2 separate regions of the Mus musculus genome follow, and region 2 is linked to region 1. The links are chromatin contacts, called in public promoter capture Hi-C maps. All regions are on one chromosome and are shown on one strand. Each heading gives the region's core, a stretch centred on a gene start, on an enhancer-like site or on the middle of the called end of the contact. The rest is flanking DNA. Distances are from core to core; before and after follow the strand shown.

What was found. Promoter capture Hi-C pulls out the DNA fragments that hold promoters and counts their contacts.
Region 2: a contact with region 1 is called in a promoter capture Hi-C map of hippocampal neurons, with 2.4 times the contacts expected there. The contact joins the promoter of Ilkap here to the enhancer-like site in region 1. A contact is called at or near these places in 2 of 39 promoter capture datasets (the HPC-7 cell line and hippocampal neurons), 3 of 115 datasets of contacts at active chromatin or transcription factors (the HPC-7 cell line, effector CD8 T cells and pancreatic cancer cells) and 3 of 9 other capture datasets (adipose tissue, liver and pancreatic islet).

Annotation. Positions count from the first base shown.
Region 1 is chr1:91,206,768-91,214,108 of GRCm38.p6, forward strand. The region is part of intron 2 of Ramp1 (receptor (calcitonin) activity modifying protein 1); the gene reads left to right. Among named protein-coding and RNA genes, the nearest start is that of Ramp1, 31 kb to the left of the region's middle. Within about 2 kb of position 3,219, at least 78 of the 459 cell types and tissues checked have an H3K27ac peak or open chromatin away from gene starts, as enhancers often do. A contact at or near this core is called in hippocampal neurons, where this site is marked.
Region 2 is chr1:91,395,293-91,402,633 of GRCm38.p6, forward strand. It overlaps Ilkap (integrin-linked kinase-associated serine/threonine phosphatase 2C), which reads right to left and starts at 3,531. Exons shown (of 12, transcript NM_023343.3): 1 at 3,359-3,531. The coding sequence starts at 3,413.

The sequences.
Region 1 (7,341 bases), core at 1,969-4,468:
ATAAATATGTTTTCTCTTCTTAAGTGAGACTGTAATATTGGTAAGCTATTTTTCACCCAGCCAACCCAGATGTGTGAAACACACACATTTGTATCCTTGTGTTTATTTTCTTGACAATCCATACAAGTTGTGTCCCTCTCCACAAAAGCAGCAATTTCTGATTCCAACCCTTCTCCCTCCCTTCCTCTCTCCCTACATCTCTCTTCCCCTCCCACTCACTCCTCACCACCTGCAGTTTTATGTTTTAAAATCCGCCCCTCCCTCAGTCTTCTCTATTTGGTTTGACTGTTTTACTGTGTCTCTCTTGTACAGTCATATCATCGAGTTGGCATCTCATCCTAGCAACCCTGGCTCTGATCTGGCTTTTGTTCGCTTTGCAGATGGGTTGTTAATTTACAAGTGTCTTATTATTTTTTTTAACACCCTCATTCCCTTCGGTACAGATTCTAAAAATTCAATCTATTATTAGAAATAAGCTGTGCGTTTAAGACATTCACAGAATTCAGATTGCCTAAGGTGCTTCCTGCCACCTTCACGTGACAGCTTGACAGGGTAACAAGTTTGCATGTTCCCTGAAGTTCCACTCCCTGGGTTCCATTGTTTTTGGTGTCAATGTTAGGTGAGAAGATGGAGCAATTACAGCTGATTGACTGGCTGGTTGATGGATATGTGGCTGGAAGTCTGACTTTCAGCTTAAAGTGTTGATGAAACCTTATGATGGTGGCTTCCCTTCAACTATGTGGACATCAGCCTGTGTAGCAACTCTTAGGTCTGGTCTTTGAAGGATGGATAGTGTCCTCACACTGTCAGTCATGGACTCTGCAAATCTAACACCTTCTTCCACCTCTTGCTCTTTGCAAGGACTGTGTCCCACCCATCCTTTGACCACATTTACACCCTTTTTTACTCCTGGCCGCTACACCCTCTCTCTGGCTGCATTCTTCTAGAAGGTCTGTTTTTACTTCTGGCCTTTCACTTTGTAAAAAACATTTCCTGGTTGGATGTTGCAATGACTGTCAGCTGACACCATGGTGCCAAGAGCTAACCTTTGCCACTCCCTAGGTCTGAGGATAATTTCCCTCAGCAGACCAGAGTGCTACCATTGCTGTCACATGGAACCAGGCCTGGCCACCTGGAGCACTGACACAGTGGAAGTTCTGCCTGGCCTTTATGACTCCACGATCCAAGGGGTGGCAGCATTTCAAAAGACTCCTTCCTGAGACACAGCCAAGTGGAAGGTGCAAGCAGAGCCTGGTGCCTGCATCGAGGCCAATTGTGGATAAAGAACATGGATGGGCACCTGAGTCCCCTTCTGCAGCTGGCCCTGGGTGGGAGTAAACCCCCCAAGCCAGATGAGTCTGAGGCTCTGTAGGTTTTGGTATATAGCAGCTCTTCTATGACCCAGGCTTACAACCAGGATGGTTTTGAATAAAGGAGATATTCCTTGAAGCTGTTGGCTTCTCCCTTCCAGTGGGGACAGTAGCTGCCACACCGTGCCTAACATGTTCAAAGACTGAACAGACCTTTGCAGGAGCTGAGGTCCCAGTGTGGCATGGCTATTATCCCCTTTGGAGAGGGTATCCGTTGACAAGTTAGTTAAGGGTCTAAGTATTTGAGAGAAGGCTTTAAGACAAGTGATTGACTCTGCTCAGTAGTTATTTGCTGGGAATGTGACAGGCACGAGGCCAGTGGTGCTGACCACCAAGGACTAAGCAGGACAGGGCCTTCTTTGCCCTCCTAGAGCTGTATCCCCTTAAAGGAACCCATGTTCTTCCTTGGGGTCTAACCCAATAGCAGGTAGGAATGGACATCACTCCTAACCAGCATCCAGCATGCCACCAGCCTCCTGCCTGGAACAATGTCAAGACAGGAAGTTAAAGTACACAGAGAAGCCATGGCCACTGTCCCTTCTTCAGGGAGCTTCAACTTCAAGTCCCTTCCTATTTCTCTCAGGCATAACTTCCTCCCTGTCTCATGTCCCAGATTTCAACCAGAGTCAAGGACAGTCCCTCCATCCATCCAGTTAGTAAGGCTTCCTGCAGTGACAGCGAGCACCGGGAGGTTCCTGCCTCAATGCTTCCCATTCTCGCTATAGATCGACAACTCTTGATGCACATCCTGTCCCATGTCCTTCACACTGGTCTGGCATCTTACACACCTGACAATGGTCGCTTCTTACATCTGTGGTGGCCAATTCGGTGCCAAGTCCTGGGACAAATGATCTCACCTGCTGGCATGTCTCAGTGACCCTCGAATTAGCAAGAGGCAGAAGGCTGCGTCACAAGTAGCATTCAGGGGCATTCCCAGGAAGCAGGGATCCTCAGTGGAGGTTGTCAGTACAAGCTGCTGGCAACCACCTGGACCCACTTAAAGCTGCAAATATGGAGGCTTTGTGAACAGTAACTTGCTATTGCAAAGTCGCATTGAGAGTGGACACTACAGGAGTAGAATGTTCCAGATCCTTCCCTTCTCTAGTCCCTTGAAAGAGGTTGGGCTAGGACAGGAGGGCCATATGTGGTACAGTGAGTTGGTAACCTGTGTGATGAGTTGTCCCATGCAGGGGTACAGCAGGGAGGACAGCTCAAGGACACATTCAGGAAGCCCGGCAGATAGGCCCTGTAAGTCTGCTGGCTGCTATTAGAGTCACAGTTTCTTGGGAAGAAAGGGATGGGGAGAGGCAAGCTTTGGATAGCTGCCTGGAAGCTGGGGTGGAGGGTAGACTGGAGGAGACAGCCCCCTCCTTCCAGCTACCATTGCGTGCTTTGTAAGGACAACAGCAACCCTGGATGGCAGCATCCAAATATAGCATCCCGGCTGTCACGCCTAATCCCAGGCTTGGACAAAGGCATGTCCCCAAGAGTGTGGGAGCTGTTGGGCCTTACCCTGTCTGCGTATACCCTACCCTCACTAAGCTGGAGTCAAGGTCAGCGTCTCTTGGCTACACAGAGGGTCCCCATGAGAGGGTCCCTGGAGATCTCTGGTAGATCACACTCAATCCACATGTTCCCTGTGCCTCAGTAGTCAGCCACTGTGCCCTGTGTCCTCAGCCCCCAGGGCTGGGCTCACTGACATAGAACAAGCCCCCGTCCAGACCCTGATGCCAGCACTAGCAAAAAATTCTGTGACTTTGCCTCGGATGCTTGCTGAATGTTAACACTGCCTCATCTCAAAGCCCCAGGAGCTGGTGCCTGACCAGGCCTGTTCTCAGAAGTGGCATTGTGCCCACCCTCCTGGTGGGGCCTCTCCGTGGGGAGCTGGCTTGGCAGCGATGGGTTGCATCTGTGCCAGAGCCAGCTGCATGTGGGGCCAGTGATGGATTTAGAAACTTCTCTTCCTCCCGGCCTGGCAGAGGTGCCCAGACTTCTCTCTGGCCCGGAACCTGAAGAGTGGGAATGGTGGAGAAAGGAGGACAGAGGGACACGGTGCCAGGACAGAGGAGACTTCTCAGGAGAGAGAGGAAGGAGCTGCAGGGATGGGAGATGAAAAGTCTTCTGGCTCATCCAGCTCTGCACTCGCCCTCTGTGATCTCTCTATAGGATTCCTCACCAAGTACCCTGGTCTGTGGAGGGAACACATATGCCCACTGTCACAAGGCTAGCCCACTGTGATAGCAGGGTACCATGGTTTCCTGCCCTCTGAAAAGCAAGCAAGCCTTCAGCCATCTTAGGCTTATCATGCGTGCACAAGCCAGCCATAAGAGACTGTAACCTAAAGCCTCATTTCATATGCCTTTAGTTAACATGAGATGTCTATGGATTCCAAGTGGTGGGGACTTGGCCTGACCTGTCTTGGTCTCAGTAGCCCCCCTGGATCCTGACATCTGCCTTGTTCCACATTCCCCCATTGCCATGGAACCTGCTTCTCTGCAGGCTGGTCTTAGCTATGGAAGTCTGAGAGGTCATCAAGGTTCAGGAGAGGAGCAAATATTTAAGCTACGACCAGCCATTAGCCAGAGGAGCCCCAGGCCTGGGTTTGGGCTGGAGTGTGTGGCATTATTGTACCCCACTCTCCTACAAGCTCGGTCTCAATCCCCAGAAATGTTAAGAACAAATTGCAGGCTCTCTGGACTGTAGCAGTCCCCTTGGCTGGGCATTTCTCTCTCTGGGAGCAGTGGAGGCTGTCCTGGGCTCTGCTCGGTGGCACTCCCTCTTAGCTCTGGGACCATTATCCCAGATGGCCATGTAGGAGTGGGGATTCCATCACAGCTCAGCAGTCATGCAGATGACATCACTTGTGGAGATGGATAACAGCAAACTCTGTTAACCGAGCAAGACCAGGGCCCTGTGAAGAAGAGGGATACCCTTCTCCAAGCAATGTGGCCCACAGATGTGTCAAACTACCCCTCTGAGAAACACATTCCCGATGTCTCCTCACCTCCACCCCCCACCCTCAGATCTTCCTTCTCCTGGGATCAAAGAGAGAGTCCCAGCTCTGACTGTACAGGGTGTGGGCTGCATTTCCCATAGGTTGGTGAGTTGAGGACTCACCACTGCAGACCAGGTGCTCACACAGAAACCAGGCTTCCCCAGGGATCCTCTGCCTAGGTCTGAAGGCTGTAGTGAGTGGTGCCCTCTGGTGGGCACTGGAATCTCAGCTGCCATTTTTATCATTGTTCTCTGGGCCTCTGAGTGCTTGCATGCATTGGGCATCCACAATGCAGCAGGGAGTCTCCTTCTTGCCACCCAGATCCTCCCAGAATTCCTTCTCCCATCTTTGTTCCAATTTTTGGCTTTGAGAAGAGAGAAGAGATGCCCAGTGGTGGTCAGCGAGTGTCGTGTGTGCACACGAGTGAGGGAAGTGACTTGAGACTGCAGAGGTACTATACCAGGCCTGTAGTGCTGTCGCTGGTTGCTGACCCCAGGGTCTTGGCAACCTCACCCGTGCTGCCATGTCTTGAACAACACCCTTGTACTGCCTGGGAAATGGCTTTGCTCCAAAGTCAGGAGCTCTGGACAACATCATCTTAAAATACTCATTTGCCAGCCACATGGTTAATGGAAGTCGCAGGCTGGCAGAGCATAGAGACTTCTTAACACTCAGCTCCCCTCTGCATGGCACAGCACAGCCAGGGATCACTTGTGGAGTGTCCTTCTTTTCCCTCCCCCCACTGCACATCCCACACCACTCCGTGCGACTATCAGAGAGACACAGCTGGCTCAGATCCCACTGGCGCTGCCCACGCTTCCCTAGCCTAGGAAAGTGTCAAAGTGCTTTAGTCCAACAACTAGCAAGGCTCCCTCATACATCTCCCAGAACCCAGGGAAAGGTGCCCTGGTGTCTGCTGCCTCCTACAGCACTGGGCATCTCCCTGGCTTGTCTGAATACCACCAATAAGCTGGGTGGGCTGCTTTTTCCTGCGCTGGAGTGGAGACCTTCTGTGCAGACTGACTGCCCGGGTAGCCCTAGCTGTTCACTCAATGTCTGACTGTGCTGGACTGAGCAAGACTTTCTGCAGTCCAGGCAGCAGCCTCTGCCCATGGCAGAAAGTCCCTGCCATCTGTTTTGGGGATCTTGAGTTCTGCCACCAAAGGCAGCAATCACTGCCCTGAAGGCCCCTTCCTGGCTGATGGGATGGTTTCAGGCCCCACAAGGAATGGAAGCATGTGCTTGCTGAGGGAAAGGGCCTCTTCATGAGAGAGGAGGTTTCAGAACTAGCTGTGTGCTAGGATGGTGTACATGCCCAGGAGGGAGGATTGTGAGTTTGATGCCAGCCTGGACTACATAATAAGACTCTGTCTCAGAATAATGATAAGTAGGGGAAGAAGGAGGAGGAGGGAAAGAAGTGACTTTTTATCAAAAGCTTTTCAATATCAAATGGTATTTTCTCCCTTGACAGGTTGAAGTGTGGTTTTATGACAGACTTTAATGTGTTCTGTACAGCTAGATGAAGCTTGTGGGCACTTTGCGGAGGCCTTCTGTGCCTCTCCTTCCTACCTACCTTCCTTCTCTTTCTCTCTTTCTCTCTTTCTCTCTTTCTTTCTTTCTTTCTTTCTTTCTTTCTTTCTTTCTTTCTTTCTTTCTTTCTTCCTTCCTTCCTTTCCTTTCCTTTCCTCTCTCTTTCTCTCTCTCTCTCTCTCTCTCTCTCTCTCTTTCTTTCTTAGGCAAGGTCTCATAAAGAAGACTGACTTGCAGAGATATATTTGCCCTGTATCTGGACGCTGGGATTAAAGGCGTGCAGCCCTATGCACAGGGCACTGTATATTATTTACATGTTAATTTGCTGCTCTAACTTACTTACTGGTTTTATAGTTGATGTTTTTGCTCTTGCTCTCTCTCTCTCTCTCTCTCTCTCTTTCTCTCTCTCTCTCTCTTTCTCTCCCTAGATTAGGCTCTTAAGAATCATGCCTGTTCCCCCACCCACCCCACCCCCTGTATAAGCCCTGGCTGTCCTGGACCTGTGTAGAACAGGGTGGCCTCCAGGTGGTGGGACTAAAGTCATGAACCACTTTATTTGGTGGGAGGGAAAGGAACGAGGACCCAGAAAACGGGTAGAGGTAGACAGAGAGGGAGCAGAGCCATGAGGGCAGAGAAGGAGGGGACAGAGAGGACAGAGAGGACAGAAAGAGAAGCTGGCTGGAAACCTGTGAGAACAGAGAGGGATCGAGAGAAAGAAGGGAGAAAGAGCTTTTGAATTTTCCTATCCATGTTATTGTATTTAATGTATCAGTAAGTTCCTTTTTATTGGTTTTAAACACACACACACCCCTCCCACAGTGCGGGAATGCTGGTGGGGAGGGGCTGCAAGTCCACAGCATGCATGTGGAGGTCAGAGGTCAGCCTGGTGGTATCTTTCTCTCCCTCCACCTTTCCCATAGGAAGCGGACTCAGGCTGCCAGGTTTGCAGAGCCAAGGGCTTTCCCCCCCCCCCGTCTGTCTCACTGGCTCTTTCTTTTTTAAAGTCTTGATTTGGATATTTAGTGATTTTCTTTTATACACATTCTCCCTACATAGCCCACAGAGACCTCACTGGGTAACCCAGGCTGGCCTCCAACTCCTGGGGAGCCCCCCTCCCCTATGAAGATGAGAAGATGTGTCTGTCTATCAAACCTCCTTCTGTCTTAGCCTTTGGAGTCTTAGGATTACAGGACTCCCATTCACCGCTCCTGACTTTTGCTTACTATTATATTAAATAATAATAATTCACAATTCTACATTTTTCTCAGAATTCATTTTGGAGCTGATTTTATTAGCATTTACATGCATGCAGTATTGTATTTCCATGGCTGCCCTAATGGAGTGTTTTAGCATGGTGACTCTTGAACTGCTTGTCACCTTTCATTTCTGTAGAGTGCATTCTTTAAAAGTATCCTTCTTTTTTCTTTTCTTTTCTTTTTTTCTTTT
Region 2 (7,341 bases), core at 2,281-4,780, 190 kb after region 1:
TCAAACCCAGCTGGCAGATTCCCAGGGTGGGCTCTAGTTGAGCAGCTGTCTTGGACTTCAACCAAGACCACACTTACCCTTACAGTTCTACAGCACAACCCCAAGCTGGCTCATGAGGACCTCTTTAGTCATCCTGCAGATCATCAGTATGGTCAAACATGTTTGTGTCTGGATCCTTTAAAATGTCCTATAGGTTATAAATACTACATTTGATCTTAGACAATGGATGTGGGTCATTTATTATACTATGGAACTTTTCATTAGCCAAAATTTTGCACTGTTTTGAATAAACAGAAATCCAAACTATGTGAACTACAGCTGTCAGCTACCACCAGACAATATGCAACTTTGATCCATAACACCAACGGGAATGAAGTGTGCACCTTTCCAATCACAGCTTGTATTACCATCCCCTCCTCCCCATCATTTATCCAGGCACTCCATCTTCTGGATATTATATATTATGATAAGAGTTGTCATTTGTCTTCTGGAGACAGTGTTTCATTATGTAGCCTGACTGTCCTGGAACTTCTTTGTAGAGCTAGACCAGCCTGGCCTTGAATTTAGAGATTCACCTGCCTCTGCCTAGTAAGTGCTGGGATTAAAGATATGTACTAAGGGGTTGTCTTTTTATTGATCTTGTGAATCTTTCAATCATTATGCATAACTATATTAACCCTTCAAAACATATATTGTCATTCTTTCCTCAATTCACTTAACTATGACTTACTTTTTTTCTTGCATATACACTAAGTCCTAGAAGTAATGTTTTCTTCTGATATTTTAACCTTTATGTTTGTATTTCCATTTCTCAAATAAATACTCATGTGACTGTGTGGGTGTATATACGAGTGTGTGTAAAGGCTAAAAGCCTATGTCCGCATACTTTAATTGCTGAGATTATAGACATGTGTCTTCACCCCGGCTCCTAAATTTCATACGTTTAAGTTACTCTGGTGAGCAAATAGCCCTTGACAATTAAACATCAGTTTTATTTGAGGTGCTAAGGACTAGACTCAAGATTTTTCATGCTAAGTATGTGCTCTTGCGCTGAGTAATAGCGCCAGGCTGACCATCAGGTGCTTTGTCTTGGTACCAGCTCTGGACCCAGGGCCTTACACATGCTAGGCAGGTGTTCTACCATGTGCTCTCGCTCTAGCCTGACCAGCAGCTTTGAACAAAATGTTCTAACAAGCAAACAAGTGAACCACTCTATGTAACCAAACAATCTATGCCAGCATTTTATGTATCTATAAGTTCCACTACTGATAGAAAATAGGTATAATTCCTTTCTGCAAAAGATTGATTGTTATTTTAAATTGATATACTCAACTATCAAAATCTCTTAAGTCCTGGAGTGAAGCTGGAATTCAGTACAATATCTGTAGACATAAAACACATACTTTCTACATACTTATTCCAGGTTATAAAAATTTGTCTTGTGGGTATGAAGATAAGATGTGATACTTAAAAAAAAACAAAAACAAAAAAAACACACAACCAAAAGAATGAAACAAAACATGGCTGCTGTGCTGAGTGGTGGCGCCATATGCCACACACCTCATACTTTCTACAGAATCAGTACAACTGTCCCTTTATGTTGTGGTTACAGTGCAGATCCTAGGGATGTCACCAGCCATCATCTACAAATCCCTGACCATAGAATCGAACCTGGGCCATGCATTCTACCAAACGCACAGGTTCTCTTTATTCCACATAGTATCTGCAGGAGGCATCACTTATTACACACATTTGCCAGCGGTTCCTGAAGGTCAAAGGCAGTGCAAAGCTTGATCTGAAGACACAGCAGTTTCCATTGTCCACACATCTTCCTATAGTATGTGAAAATGACTAGACTTATTTCTTAATTGCTCCCAGTACTATTTTGGAAAATTTGTTATACTTACCCATGCATGAGCAGGGTCAGTATGCAATTTAGTCTTATTCTTATGACTACATAACAACCAACACCATTTACTAAAGCAAAGTATGGTGTCGGAACATGGTCTGAGAATGGAGTCCTGTGAGGAGAATTCTAAGTGCCTGTGAGAAAACAAGACAAGAGTCTTGTGACCTCAGTTTCTTCAAAACACATAATTATTCTTGGAATGTGTTTTTGTGTCTCCCCCACCCCCTGTAGTGGATAGGAGTGAGTTTATTTCAGATTACTCAATATGTTTGGGGGGGAGAGGGGGAGAGAGGGAGGGAGGGAAGGGGCATGGGGAACGCATGTATCTGCTAAGTCCCAAGTTGAGTTTAAGGTTTTAGGTCATGTCAAGAGAGCCTTGACCACGGAGAAGACCCAAAATAACTTTGGATAAAAAGCAATAGGGACTACTAATGATGACAGATTTCTAGGCACATCTGGCAATCCAAACTCTGGTCCGAGCACATTCAGACACAGGTTATACTCCAGTGACAGATGCAAGGCTGCCTGTATGAGGCCAGCTTTACTCACAACTGTAACGGTGGTTATCTTCAAAAAGCATGGCTGAATCAAACTCAGTCTCAAGGCCTAGTTACTTAGAAGCTTCTGTACCATCAGAGTGGTTGGTGGGGGTACGTAACGGTGCCACTACCAGGAACAACTGCAAAAAGAGGACACTACAAAGCATCTCAGGAGTCTGGAGGTGCGCAGGTTAAAAACCAAAGCACAGGTGTGAAGAGGACAGGTCAATACCTTCTCATAACCCCAAGCTCCAGCATTCTTCCATGCTAGCCCGTCCCGCTCTGCCAAGCTGGAGATCTGAGCCCTCCCACTTTTGAACATTGTTTCCTTGCCTAGAATCTCTGGAAACCATCAGCCGAAGCCCTCGCTAAAGGCCGCCTCCTTCCCAGGTCTTTCTCACTAGTCTTCGGGTACCGTTACTCCGGACGCTTGGCGTTTCCCACGGTTTTTAACCTATGCCTCTGCGATCAGAACTGAACTCTCTGAAGGCAAAGGCTGGGTCCTCTTCACCTTCCTATTCCGTGCCAAAGACCTTCCCAAAACGTGGGCTGCAGACGCCACCCCCCATCCCCGGCCTCGGTTATCTAGCCGTAGCGCCCTGCATTGGCTGTGCAGGCGCCCCGCACCAAGGGGCTGGAAGTCGGAAACTTGTTAAGTTCTCGGGGTTTCCAGGACGCAAACAGGCCCGGGACCAGGACATTCCGCTGGGAGTCTTGCTGTAGCCAAATTAAAGCCAGAGTGCCCCGACCCTTCGGCGCGGGACTTCGTGCGTGTGCCACGCGAGGCCTGGACAGGGACCGCGCGGTCGCTGCGGCCTCGGGAGCCACAGGCCGAGACTGAGGCGGCGGTGGCGCGAAGATGGCGGAGGCAGCGCATCCCGGCGCCGCCCTTTTCCCCCGCGCCGCTTACCGGCAGATGGCCGCGGCGCGCGCTCGGGCTCCGGCAGGTCCCCGAAGAGGTCCATGGCGGCGGGGCAGTGGAGCGGAGGCTCCGCGCTACCCTGGGCGGCGGCGGCGGCGGCGGCGCCGTCACTCACCGCGGGAGACCCTGCCAATCGCGCGCCGCCCAGCCGCCGCCCCAGAGTGCTACGCGCGGGGGCGGGGCGGGGGTGGGCTGCGCAAGCGCACGGGCGCTCTTGGCCTGGGCATTAGGTCCCGTGATAAATTGTTATGGCGTTTCCCCGGAAAGAAGGGAGGAGTGGCGCCGAGCCTGACATCCAGACAGGCTTTTGGCCGGAGAGGCGGGTCTGCACCTGTCCACTGTTCCCTGTGTGACCGAGCAGGCAAAGCACCTTCTGACCGCCCGGGAGCAGGATGGCGCCCAGCGGGGTCTCAGCTGTCCCACTGGGATAGAGACCAGAAAAAAACACCATCACTGGCCAAGCCACAAAAGTGACAAACATCCCTCATCTCAGCCACCAAATTTATGACGCTTTACCAATTACAAAGTTGTGTTGTGTATTTTCCCTGGTCTCAGAAAAGAGCCACTCATGGAATTAATTCCTCTTCCTACCATACAATCCACAAAGACTTCACTTCCTTAAAGGTACCCAAATTTATTGACTACACACCCCAATCCTACCAGCCCTTTCCAACACCACCTTACCTGTTTTTTTTGTTTGTTGTTGTTTTTGGTTTTTTTGCCAGTGTTGTGTGGACTTCTTGGTGCAGTAGGTAACAAGTCATTGCTTCCTTGCAAATGTAGACCAGATATTCTCTAGCTGCAATAGGTGGATCCACCCAGCTGACCTCCAAGCCACTGTTTGAAGTTTTTACTGCACTCAGACAGAACTGTCTCTTCCTTGACAGATGTAGGATTTTGAAATAACAGCACTTTGTCTTTTGTCCATATATCTCATACACTTCTCAGCCCATCCCAACTTGATATCACTATGTTTTTAAAGCAGCTCTTGCTAAGTGTCTTAGGGTTTCCATTGCTGTGAACAGACTCCATGACCTAGGAAACTCTTATAAAAGACAACAATTGGGGCTAGCTTACAGGTTTAGAGATACAGTCCTTTATCATCATGGCAGGAAGCATGGCAGCATTCAAGTAGGCACGGCGTTGGAGGACCTGAGAGTTCTACATTTTCATCCAAAGGAAGCCAGGAGCAGACTTTCCTCAGGCAGGTAGGAGGAGGGTCTTGAAGCCCACCCCTAAAGTGACACACTTCCACCAATTAGATCACACCTCTTCCAACAAGGCCACACCTCCTAATAGTGCCACTCTGAGGGCCAAGCATATTCAAATCACCACACTAAACTTGATTTCCCACTCCTGCAAATAGACTCGTCGGCCACCATTCCACATGAATTCTGGCAGTGTTTGCCATGTGGCCTGTCTTTCCCTCATATGTATGGACATCTCTAATCATTACTCCATCTCTACCTGGTTTACAGCTCAACTTCTGGCTGCTAAATAAAATCTTTTGTGGAGACAAGAACTTGCTCAGTAGGCCAGGCTGGACTTGAACTCACAATGCCTCTACCTCCCCAGTGCTAGGACTATATATAAATCTCTGTCACCACCCCTGGCAATTGGAATTCTGACCTGACCCTAAGTTCTCTTCTGTTCTCTTTCCCTTCATAATCTCCATGCACACCAGGCTTGAACTGCTGCACCTTTGGACATGACTCGTTAATTTTCCTACCACCAATAGATCTCTGGGTTCCACTAAGTGCCAAGAACGGGTTATGGGTAATCACAGTACCTCAACTCCCTGACAGATTTCATTTTCTCTCCTACAAATCTTTTCCTTAGTCTGTTGCTTGACTTAAGATACTTGGGCAGAAAGCATGGCAATAGGAGTATGTGATAGGGGAGGGTCTTCAGTTCATGATGTATAGGAAACAGAGTGGAAGGACATCAGAAAGGGACCAGGATAACATAATCCAAAATGACAAGTTCTCAGTCACCTACTTTCTTCAGTATCCACTTCCCACCATCCTACCACCTGCCAACAATCTATTAAAATGTTAAACCTGCCAATGAGTTAAAACTTTCACTAGGTCAGAATCTTGTGATCTAATTGTTTCAGAAAGCACACACTCTCCTGCCCTCCCCCAACTATGCATTTTACTAATTCTGTAGACATCTGTTAATCCAGTCAAGTTGCCAGGCAATGGCCGGCGTCACAATGCCCGTGTGCAGACACTGGTGTGGACTTAAGTTTTCTGCTTCTTTGACTAGACGAGAAGAGTATGTTTGTTTGGTTATATAATGAAAGCATATTTAGTTTTGGAAGAAATTATCAGTGTGTTCCAATGTGGTTGTTCCATTTTACCTTCCCACCCATCCTGGGAGTGCCTGCTCTTTGTATCTGTGCCAGCATGCCAGCATGCCAACATTTGTTCTCAGTCCTCTGGAGTTTAACCATTCTAACATGTGTGTGGTTAAACTTTGAAGTCAAATTCTAATTACAGACAAGTGCATGAATCATAAAGCTAAATGACTTTCATAAACCACACATAGCCATATAACAAAGATCCAGAATAAAAGATTCTGTGCAGTCTACACACACACAAAGCAGGCATGACCTCCTGAGGAGGTTGCCGTTAGCCCTCGGCCCTGGAATTTGCCTGGACTTGAACTGCATGAGTGGAAAACCACAGGGCAACATACAGCATGCTCTTTCAACTGACTTTCCTTCAACATCATCTTTGTGGCATTCAGCCACATTGTCAAAACTGTAATCCATCCGTTTACATAGGCACAGCACTCCTCGTCTATCTGCTCTTAGTGACCATGGAGGTTCCGAGCTGTCTGGGAGCTGTTACCCACAGTGCTGCTATGAGCATTCTATGTCCACCTGGTGCACACTGGTTTTCATTTCTATTGGAAAATGCTCAAAGATTGGATTGTTGGGTCAAAAGCCATCTTTATGACTATATTGAGCTATATTGTCAATAGTTGTAATCTTAGTTGGCTTGTGTTTTGTTGAAGTCCTGTGTAATCTAAGTCAAAATTTAACATGTAGGCCAGGGTGGCCTGAAACCTGGAGCAATCCTCCTGCCACGTTCTTCCAGGTGGATTACAGACGCGTGCCACCATCTCAACTGGTGAACTGTGATCAAGTGCACATCAAAGTTACAAGTTCAGCCCTGATTGTGTGATCATGGTGCTAAGCACATTCATTATGTCACAAAGCATCACTGTAGGAACGTGGTCCAAGAATGGAGTCCTGTGAGAATTCTGAGTGCTTGTGAGAAAAGTCTTGCGACCAGTTTCTTCAAAACACAGAATTGGTCTTGGAATGTGTTTTGAGCTCCTCCCAGGTGTGAGTTTACTTCAGAGTACTCATTGCTTGCTGCTGTTAGCAATTAAATATTTATATGCCTCTATGGAAAAACACATCTTTGCCAAGTGCATCTTGTCCCTGTGATTGTACACTTTACTCGTGATTCTTAACCCTCAAAATAAACTGATGCTCTGAGTAAAGTTGGCTATTGCATGAGACTGTAGTCCGCCTCATTTATCAGCTCCATTCTCAGGCCCTACTGACTCTAGTGACATACAATCTAGTACCAGAGCTGTCCCTGTACTTCCCATTTTAATGTTTTGAGAATTGCAGCTATGCATGTCATATTCGCTCCCCACCACACCTGCTCCGGGTAACGCTCATTGACTTTTTGAGACAGTTTGTCCTATTCTACCTTGTGAATTTGCCTCCCAGGCGCCTCCTGTTAGTAGAATCTTACACTATTTGTTCTGCATTTATTTCATTTAGTGTTTTATGATCCATGTGCATGTATATCTGAACCTCATTCTCCATTGATAATGTCCCATTGCATAGACTGGTCATGCTTGCTTACATCTGTGTTTGCCTGTTGCATTTTCAAGTTGCTCCCACCTTTGGCATACTGTCAGTTCAGATGTTAAAACTGTGCTATAGC